Linked DNA regions of Mus musculus: region 1 is linked to region 2. Evidence: chromatin contacts called from public promoter capture Hi-C data. All regions are on one chromosome and are shown on one strand. The core of a region is the stretch at or near the end of the contact, and the rest is flanking DNA. Distances in the headings are between cores, read along the strand shown.

Region 1 (5,586 bases), core at 2,257-4,756, 2.3 Mb after region 2:
AAGAATTTTACTTACCACTAAGAGATTGCTGCCATGCTAATGCAGAACAAAGTAAGGCTAAACTTTTTCCACTTCCTGTGGGACTCTCCAGCAAACAGTGTTGGCTGCTGTTTAGTCCTCTGACAATCTGTGGACAAAGATGTCAATTTTAAAAGGAAGAAAATAATAAGTGATTACTTTATTAGATCTCTCTCCACGGAACAGGACCACGACTAGAACAGCACAGAAGAGTCAGGATGCACCCCAGGAAACACAGTTACAGCGCGGGAAGAACTAGAGAATTGTATTAAATTTAAGACTTTATTCCTTTACATTTCTTCTGAACAGTCTGCTGGTTTTATAAACATGTCAAGCATGAGAATTTTAAAAAGCAACTTATATTTAATTATACAAGCACAAGTAGTTTCTAAGGAACTATGATAAGTGCTAGAGAGGTGGTTTAGCACTTAAGAGCAGCTGTTACTCATGAAGAAGACCCAGGTTCAATTCCCAGCACCACGTGGTAGCTTACAACCACCTGTAACTCCAGTTCCAGGAGATCTGATGCCCTATTCTAGGCCCGTCAGGCCTCAGGCACACATAAGTTGCACAGATACACATGCAGGCAAAACACTCATACACATAGAAATAATCTAAAAACACAGATAAGCAAACAAACAAAAGCCTGCAATACTAATACCTATAAATATCTATGAGAAAAACTCGATGAGAGATACTGCTAGTAGAAGGGGTTATAATGACTTTGAATAGAAATATAAAGGTAGTAGAAATGAAGAATAAAAATCAAAATTCTAAAGGAGCTGAAACTGTTTTTCAGATGTTCTTGCTACATCCTAACCTAAACATACACAGCTTAAGAGTTATCATATCACTTTCCTAGAACTTAGGTGCTCTTCCAGATGAATCCAACAAATCCTAGCCATCATTTTATACCTGTGAATAGTCACAAATTCAATGTATACTTGGAATCACAAGCCACAGCCTCTTGGTAAAGACTCAGCTGCTGTAAAAGACTTACAGAATTCATCATCGCAAGCTGTGCTGGATACGCTCTACAGGGAAAGTGGATCTTCACCCCACCGATGGTGTAGTCAGACAACACTGAGGACATTCTGCCTTCTTCTCTACTTTAGGTGCTTCACTACAACAGAAACAATAAAATCAGTAGAAGGGTTGGCGAGATGGATTCCCAGAGCCCACATCAGGCACCTTACAAATGCCTGTAACTCCAGCTCCAAGGACTCCCACAACCTTATCTGGCTTCTGCAATAACCTGCATTTACCTGGCATAGCCATCCACACATACACTCACAAATATAAAAAGGATTACAGTTTACATATCGAAATAATGTCATTCAAAGAAAACCAGACACCTAGCAATAGAGCTGAAGTCTGATAATAAAAACTGGAATTAATAAGCACATATATAAAAGTAATAGAAATAAAAAAAAATCTTATCCTTATAAATAAATCTCAGGGTCAAGAGCACATACGTACTAGAGTCTGACCAGTCTAGACTGGCACTCCATGATGTATTAGTTATGATGTAAGGCAAGTCACTTTTCTAGAACTCCATGTCCTCAGGTACAGAATAGGAGTCCTAACAGAAACAAGCCTTATAAGACTGCTGTAAAAGTTAAATAATGTAAAAACATACTGTACATGGCAGATGAAACACAAGCTCCTATAACAAGTTTGATTACATATATTCAACTTATAGATACAACAGATTTCTGAAGCAGCTCTGCTATTCCATAGCCTCACTGTTTCCTCTTATTCTGTACATTCCTGTTTGCCCTTTTCACACTCTCCCAGTTAGAAGGAAAAGGCAGATGAATGGGCAGGAAGCACAGGTTGTATCTATGACTTAACATTTTTCACCTGTAAGTCTAAAATTCTTTTCTGCAATAATATCTAACTTTAAAAATTGTTGTAAGGGAGAAAGTATCTTTCCACAGAAATTCACTTAATTTTTTTTAAATCATCTTTTAGTTTACTGGGGGAGGAGAACCCGCATGGCATGACACGTGTGTGGAAGTGAGAAGACAGTGTTCTGGAGACAGAATAGGTTCCCTCCTCTCACCATGTGGGTCTCAGGAATTAAACACTGCTAGCTCGGTTGAGTCCTTTACCTGCTGAGTCAGCTCAGTAATTCTGAAATCAGGAGATTATAATTGAAACAAAATAGATTTAAATCCCACTGTTTGCATCACCTAACCTCCCAGACACTTTTATTGACTGAAGAATTTCGACAGTGGTGAGAAAATCTGGTAAACTCAGTCTGTGAATGGAGATGGTTAAGACAGAAGGTACAACAGGTCATGAAGTCAATAACTTTAACCACAGCTTCTGTGCTCCAAAAAACCCACCACTCTTAAGTTATTTTTCATTTCTAAATATTGTTCTGTCAGACAAGACCTGCATAAAATCAAGCCAAGGAGACCTGTCAACATCCCATCAGGCAGTACTAATTGGACTCATTGGGTGGGAGGGGCGTGTGAAGGGGTCCCGAAGCAGTGTGAAGGATGTACTGGGGATAGGTCAAGATACTTTGTATATATGCATAAACTATCAAAGAATAAATAAAAGATATTGTTAGAAAAAGTATCCAATCACTGATTTTTATCTGTAAACCTCTGAGGTTTAATGGACTCTAACAGCTTATTCTGAAGCAAAAACTCAATATTGTGTTACTAAAATTAATCGAGATGGCAATCTATGCCTGAAGCTGTGGCAACATTCCTCTCAAAACTCATCAGACAATCACACTTCCGGATGTGGTGGCGCAATTCTTCTGGCCCCCAACAATCTCTGGTGGATCTCTGTACGATCGATCGAGGGCAGCCAGGTCTGCACTCCGAGTTCCAGCCCAGCCAGAGCTGGAGGGTGAGACCCTGTCTCTTTAAGAGAAGGGGGGGGGGGGGGCGGGTTAACAAATCTGTAGCCCTTCCAGAAGTACCGCGGAAGCTGGGGCTACCTCCAGCCTGCGTTCACAGAATGTAAGGACAGGCTCCCTGGCCCTCAGCTTTCCTTCCCCAAGCTCCTAGTTCTCACATGTCCACGGGGAGCCACACCATAGAGCCCGAGAGCCCGCCGGCGCCAGCCTGCAGGAGCCCGTCCCCTCCCCGCGCCCTCCTTTCCATTTGCCCACGGCTGGCTCCCGCTCCCAGAGAAAAGGAACGGCTGACGTTTGACAGAAGGCAACGCGGAGCCGACCTACAAGGAAAGCTCGCGAGTACGAAAGTCCTCCCTCACCGGCTGTTCCGACGCTGCCAGGTACCAAGGTACAGCCACTCCTCCCTCTCCAGGCTGCACTCCGCAGCGCCACACAGATGAATTCGCGCCTCCCGCCCCTCGGTTCCCAGTCAGCCAATCACACAGCCAGACCGGAAAAGGAAACAGCCAATCATCGTACGAGGCCAACGCTATACCGCCCAATGGGAGCCCGCGAAGTAAAATCAACCCTCGAGTACTTGGCGGGACCGGAAGACGAGCACCGCCCCTCCCCCAAACCCCACCCCGCGAAAAAGACTGGGACAAGTTCCGCACATTTGCTTGAAGGAAAAAAAAAAATTCTTGTACTGTGAGACTTTAAGAAGCACAAAATGGGCGTTAGACGGGTCTTACATTTGGTGCATTGACCGGGAATCGTCCTGCTGGCGGGTCCAGTGACAGGAGACCGGAGGATTGTTCGAGCAGGTACCGCGGCTGTGTCTCTTTGTGTCCGCCCTTGGCGTGCGTCTATTCCGCGCGTCTATTCCGTCTGTTCCCTCTATTTTGAGTCGGCTGCAAGTCAGTTTGGTTTCGGTTTGCAAAGGAGTTGTCTGCCGGGGGTTGCCAGAAGCGACCTTAACGCTGCGGTAACGAAGAGTCCTGGAGGACGCTCCAGACTCTCAGAGTGGGAAGTCGGATCCGATCCGCGAGATCCGGGAGGGCTCGACTTCATCTGGGGGTCAGTGGCAAAGAGACCACTACCAAGTTATTCAGTGTATCTTCTGTGGCGCTCGTGGCAGGGGCGCGTTGGTATTTTACTTTCTGTTTTTCTTTTTGTGTGTGGACTGGGACTGACGTTATTTTTGGACAGAATGGGACACTGACCTTCCACCCCTCCGAGTTTTACTCTAGAACATTGGAGGGAGGTTAAGACTAGAGCTCACAATCTCTCAGTAAATGTGAAGAAAAATAAATGGTTTACTTTTTGCTCGTCAGAGTGGCCCACCTTTCAGATTGGATGGCCTCCTGAGGGTTCTTTCTCACTGCCTCTTATATTGTCCGTCAAGAGGTGCATTTTTGGTGCTGGCTCGAAGAGCCACCCTAATCAGGTCCCATATATCATAGTGTGGGAAGATTTAGTCACCGATCCCCCTCCTTGTGTTCGCCCGGTTCCTCTTCAGGACCAATGGCTGTGCCAATCTTCGCCCTTCAGGATAGGCCCAAGAAAGATGTTCTCCCCACCACGGATACTGATCTTCTTCTTTATCTCCCTCCCCTTTATCCTCTCTCTCTCTCTCTCTCTCTCTCTCTCTCTCTCTCTCTCTCTCTCTCTCTCTCCTCATGCAGCTCAAGCTGCAGGGCCTTTGGCCCCGCCCATTCCGCCTGGAGAATCAGGGGGACTCGCCATCCTCCTCCCTCCCCAGGTCAGAGGGACCTGCTCAGGAGACTCAGAGACAGTGGAGGCAACTCCTGAGGGTGCCCATATTCTGCCCCTCCCGGCCTATGGTCCCCGGATGAACAAGGTCATCAGCCTTTCAGTATTGGCCGTTTTCCTCCAATGACTTATATAACTGGAAAACTCATAACCCCTCATTTTCTGAGAATCCACAAGGTCTAATTAACTTAATTGAATCACTTCTCCCATCAGCCCACATGGGAAGATAGTCAGCAACTGCTTCAGGTTCTCTTTACCACAGAGGAAAAGCAGCGAATCCTTGAGGCTAGGATACATGTCCCGGGGTCAGGTGGGCGCCCTTCCCTCCTGCCAGGGAATATTGATGCAGGCTTCCCATTGACCAGACCGAACTGGGACTTCAACACCCCTAAAGGTAGGGAGCACCTGAAGGTCCACCGCCAGGCTCTGATGGCAGGTCTCAAAGGGTCAGCACACTGCCCCACCAATTTGACTAAGGTAAGGGAAGTGGTACAGGGGCTGAATGAGTCTCCCTCTGCCTTCCTAGAGAGACTCATGGAGGCCTTTCGCCAGTTTACCCACTATGATCCTAGCAGTGAAGAGCATAAGGCAACAGTTACTGTTGCCTTTATTGACCAATCTAGCAGAGATATTAGGAAGAAGTTGCAGAAACTTGAGGGATTGTAAGACAAGTCTCTAAAGGAACTAGTGCAAGTAGCTGAGAAGGCTTATCATAACCAAGAGTCAGAAGAAAAGAAGGAGGAGAGAAGGCAGAAGGAACAGGAAGCTAGAGAACTCAAAGGAGAGAAGAAACAGGAAAGGAACCTCCAGAGGATCTTGGCCACTGTAGTCAGAGAAAATTGAAAACCTAGTAAGATAGTACCTGCCAACAGAAGAGAGCCCCTGGCTAAGGATCAGTATGCCTACTGTAAAGAAAAAGATCAGCCAGGCGTGGTGGC
Region 2 (5,330 bases), core at 1,145-3,644:
GTGACCTCCACGCATGCTGTAGCAATGCATGATTACACATGAAATTAATATAATAAAATTTAATAAATATACAAAAGGGAAGTGCAGGTGAGGAGACACATTTGATGTCTGTCTCTGGACACACACATACATGTGCACCTACATGTGTGTATGTGCATGCATCAAAGTGCACACTCCAAAAAACTTGGATATATACCACACAGACACACTACAACACACACAGAACATTCACACACTCACACACTCACACACACATACAACACACATACACAGAGAGAGAGAGAGAGAGACTAAAAAATGACCACTTAATATGAAACAGATTTCATACTCAGCAAATGTATTTAGAGGCATGACACATTGCCTCAGCTTCAGAAATTTTAAAGTCTGTGGACCAATGTGGAGCTATAAGTGCAGCGCAATAGAAAAAAGCTACGGTAGAGGAACGTGGTCAGGTGTGATGGTACACGCCTGTGATCTCAGCACTTGGGAAGCAGACAAAGTTGGATCTCTGTAAGATTTAAACCAAGCTCCAAGTCCAAGTCCCTCCTTTTAAAGTAAAGGATATAGAGCACAAATTCAACGAGCAAGACAAATCTATTCTCTGGAAGAAGGAAAGTGAGCTGGCCATTGGTATAATGCTAAATATTTCCTAGTAAGGAAGGCCACCTACAGGGCTTTCCTCAGCTCCTGGGAGGTTAACTCTCTAGGGAACCATTAATACCATGGGGCTATAACTGGATGGGAGAGACCATAACCTCCACTGTATTAACGTGGATAAACTTTGGTCCTGCCTAAGCTAAATGCTACAAACGTCTTCACAGCCTTATCTGTTCTTCTGCATGGGTTCTCAGGATCAAAGTCAGATCATCAAGTTTGCAGGGTTGGTGTCTACCTGTTGAGCCATCTTCCTGTCTCCTCAAAATACTATTTATAGAGAGGGAGTAAATATATTTAAAAGAGTAAGATGTCCCCACTGTTAGCTGTAAGGAGGAGTCAGGGAAGAGATTTTCATGACATCTTATGCTCACTCCACATCTGCTCTCCTCGAGAATGAAAGTCTCACTAGAACTGAACTTTCCCCCTCTCCTCTCTATATCATAGATCTATCCACAAATGATATGGACATATGATGTTTGAGTCTATGCATTGTATTATTTATATTTTGATGTCTCCCAGTTTTGTTTCTCCAGCCTTCAGTCCTGAGCTTCAGACTCTTGGGTCCAAGTACCTAATTGGATGTCTTCACTTAATCAAGTAGAGATCTACATGTCTACAAACGTAACAATTCCATGATTCTCATTCTCACCAAAAGGCTGCTCTTCCTTTCTTCTTAGTTCAGTAAATGGCATGCCATCATCCCAGCTCAAACCACAATATTTAGCTACCTCTGGATCCATTTCCTCACCCTACACAAACTCCATCAGGTACATTAAACTCTATATCCAAACTGTAGCCCAAATCCATCCACATTTGAATAGCTATCAACCCAGATAAAAGCAACAGCTACTTTAGTCTCCATTTCTACTCTTATCTGTTCCATGTCCCTTCTCCAAATAACTCCAAATAATCATGTATGGCCCTTTCACGAATTCATTCATCAAACATTTATGGAAAGCAAACAGAACCAGGGATACAATCATAAAGCAAAAATAGATCTTCATGTTTGTGGACTTACATTCCAGAAGACAGGTTATACAAAACTTAAAAAGTCGAGTAGTTCAAACACAATGAGAATGAATCTAAAAATCAAATGGGATAAACTAAGATAGTTGCTCCTTCCATGAATTTTGGTTTTGCAGCATGTTTAGATTAAAACCTAAATACTTCATCATGCCCTTGTTACAGCGTTGAGACCTGGTTTGTTTGCCCCTGTAAGCTTAGCTCCAGCTACTCCAATTTTCTTTCCTTTCTTCATTTCTTCCTTCATCCCTCCCCCCACCCACCCCCTTTTCCTTCTTTCTGTGGCACTGGAGAGCAACTCAGATCGGCTTCTGTTCTAACAAGGTTTCAGATCCGTTTCCTTCTTCAGATGGGTTTTCTCTTCCCTGGAATGCTGTTCCCATGTCTTGGGAAAGTGGCCCCTTCTCAGTTCAAATTTGATTGAATTTAACCAATCTAACTAAACTAGCTTCTACCCCTTCTCAACCCATCACAGCTTTTAATTTGCCTCACGATGCTTTCCATTTTCCTCAGTTACAGTAACTGGTTAATAGTATCTCTGTCCTTTCTAAACGGTAACCGAAAATGCAGAATATTGGCGTGTTGCTCATCAAACTATCACTAAACGTCTAGCACACTCCCACGCACAAGAAGCGTCGATTTTGGATTTTGTGAACGAATTCCCAGCTCACACGTTTTCCACGCCTATCACAGCCAGGCTCCGCCTCCTGGAGCGACTTCCGCTACGGCCTGTGCGGAAGCAGTCGCGGATAGAAAGTGGTAAACGCAGGCGCCGGGAGGCCGTGGGGCCTTCTGGGTAAAGATGGATTCCTACGACCTGTTTCGCCGGCTTGGAGCCGGCGCCAAGTTCGACGTGAAGCGCTTCTCAGCAGACGCTACTCGATTCCAGGTACTTTCTGTACGCGGGGAGCCGCGTGACCGAGAAGGGGCGGGATCCGGAGATTGAGACCGCCGCCAACCGGGCAGCCGGCGCGCTGGAGACCCCGAGGCCAGGCTCCGATCACCCCCAAGCATTTCCCTCCTGGGATTTAGCTTAACCTAAGATTTACCCCAGACTTCTGAAGGACTGTTTACTGAGCCCCGGTAGACTCAGTTGAGCCTGGCACAGACATTTTGATTCCCAGGTATCTTACTTTACTCACAAAGTTGGAATCCTTTCCGAGACCCCTCTTAGAAACTAAGAAAGCACGCTTTCACTGTAAGCTACCCAAGTTTGACTTAATGTACAGATAGCTGTACTGCAGTGGAGAGTTGGGGTGTTTTGTTTTGTTTTTTCATCACTCTAACCAACCACATTTTAAGTAGCCAACCAAAAGTGTGATCCTGATATGCGGGGGGTTTCTTAAAGAAGTAGTGAGCATGAAAGGAAGTCAGTTGGGACTCACTTGTGAAACATTTTAAACATAAGCCTTACTGTAAAATACAGCCTTTGTGGAGGGTGATGTCTGTGTTTCTTCGTCCTGACTGCAGTGTTGTGGTTACATTTGAACCCTGGAGCAGGGATTTCTGGGATCAAATGCAGGGCCTGCTAGTGAATACTTCTGAGATCTTCACTAAGTTACTTGCTGGTGCCTGGATTTTTTTTTCCCCTCTTCTGTCTCACTGCTATTTACCTTGTAGGGTTGGTGTGAGGATGAAGTAATTTAATATCTAATAAATATCCTTGACGTGTAGTAAATGTATATAAATATTCATTGTTGTTGTTGATAGGATTCTGTTTGCCTAAACACACTACTTAGCTCAACAGAATCTTGTTTGAAAAGGTTAAAAAGGCGAATTACTGAACCTGCGTCCTCCGTACAGCCAGTCACGGTTGGATGGAAACAGTTCTGGCAGTAAATTTCATTTAAAACTTTTGGGGTTTTAGGTAGGAAAAAGGAAATTCGATTCCGAGTCTTTGGAGGTCCTGAAGGGACTAGACTTCTTCGGAAACAAGAAGTCCGTCTCAGATGAATGTGGAGCATTGCAAATACACCAGGAGCCCCCAAATGAGGAGAAAACACAAGGGGTCCTGTTGGAAAGGAGTAAGGAGCCCAAGAAGAAAAAGAGAAAGAAGATGACTTCAGGTTAGTATTGGCTTAATGCTCATTTTTTTTCCAGTTCCAAAACGGTGCAAGCTGGTAAGTCAGACAACACATACCTAGCAACCTTTGTTGATGCCATCTGGATTATACCTAGGTACTGGCTGTTACTTGCTACTGCAATGATGGTCATGCATAGCCTTTTGGACAGGTGTTGCTATTTCTGGAGAATAATAATCCTAATGTGGAGGTACTCTGTGAAAAAATATGTATCACTTCCTTAGAAGTTATGTCTCAGTGAAATTAAAAATTATGTCTTAATAATGCCACAGAGGAGATGGAGAGATGGCCTAGCAGTTAAAAGCACTGACTGCTGTTACCGAGCATACAGGTTGAATTCCCAGCACCCACATGGCACTTTACAATGCCTATAACTTTAGTTCCAGGGTATGGAATGCCTTCTTTTAGTTTCCCTGGTTACCTGGCATACATGTGATACTCAGACAAAACACTCATACCCATTATTTAAAAAAACAAAAAACAAAAAAAATCAATTAGAAACCTGGGCATAGTAATACTTGCCTACAGTTTCATCACTCTGAAGTTGGAGGAGGGAAGATCTGTAGTTCAAGGCCAGGCTAGACTTTGTAAAAAACAAAATATTCATTGAAGATCTTTGCTCACTACTCATAGAATTTTTTTTTTAGATTGTTCTCACATATTTGTTCTACCATACAAACATTAAAGTTGGCTAATCTAGTCATTAAGACAGTCAGGTCTACTTCTAATTGAGCCAGTGTTGACAGAAACAGGAAGAACTGCTGTTTCTATGATGTGGACAGCTCTAAGCATAGTAATTTCATTGCTATTGCACATGAAATCTTCCTCTATTACAGTAGTTTCTAGCTCGATGTTTGATGAACAAGCTGGCTGCCCTGTAGCCTGTGTATGCTCAGTCCATCTCCTGTTTGACACATACAGTTGTCTTGATGTTCAGAATTAACACAGCCAACAAAAGGAAGAGAGCAAGCCTGGGTGTTCTGTCTGCACCACGTTACAGCTCTCCTGTTCCTGGCCTTATGCCAGTTTGGCACACCTAATACTGCTGCACTTGATACCTTTGATTTTTTCAAATATAGAAGTTCCTGCTCAAGAAGACTTTGACGGTGGTATCCAGTGGACATCCTCTGTAGAAGCAAAGCTTCAAGATGAAAAAGTCAGTGGAGAGAAGAAGTTAACTTCAGGAAAGTTGGAACATCTCAGAAAGGAAAAGGTTCGAAAAATACCTTCACCTCCCAAAATGTACAGAGTTTTCACTGGACATCCCGTTTGTGAATTTATTTTGTTAAGATGGAAAGCTAATTATATTTGTTTAGGTTTTACTTTAATGCAGACTGACAGAAGCCATCTGTGCAGTGCCGGAGTGCTTGGTTACACTTATAGAAAGATCAGAGTTCAGTTCTGGTTGTTTATAGATACGTGGTGTATGTGTATAAGAAGTCCTGAGCTCCTCAAGTTTCAAGAAGAATAGTGTGCGTATAATTAAAAATTTCAAGTTTCTTGGACTGGTGAGATGACTCAGTGGTTAAGAATGCTGGCTACTCTTGCAGAGGACCCAGGTTCAGTTCC

What was found. Capture Hi-C pulls out chosen DNA fragments and counts their contacts.
Region 1: a promoter capture Hi-C map of liver shows a contact between it and region 2, with 2.4 times the contacts expected there. The contact joins the promoter of Brip1os here to the promoter of Ddx52 in region 2. A contact is called at or near these places in 1 of 39 promoter capture datasets (hippocampal neurons) and 1 of 9 other capture datasets (liver).

Annotation. Positions count from the first base shown.
Region 1 is chr11:86,197,854-86,203,439 of GRCm38.p6, forward strand. It overlaps Brip1os (BRCA1 interacting protein C-terminal helicase 1, opposite strand), which reads left to right and starts at 3,507. Exons shown (of 7, transcript NR_130959.1): 1 at 3,507-3,699. Brip1 (BRCA1 interacting protein C-terminal helicase 1) reads right to left here and starts at 3,340. Exons shown (of 20, transcript NM_178309.2): 1 at 3,256-3,340; 2 at 1,019-1,141; 3 at 16-127. The coding sequence starts at 1,111.
Region 2 is chr11:83,939,696-83,945,025 of GRCm38.p6, forward strand. It overlaps Ddx52 (DExD box helicase 52), which reads left to right and starts at 2,395. Exons shown (of 15, transcript NM_030096.2): 1 at 2,395-2,569; 2 at 3,548-3,746; 3 at 4,841-4,974. The coding sequence starts at 2,483.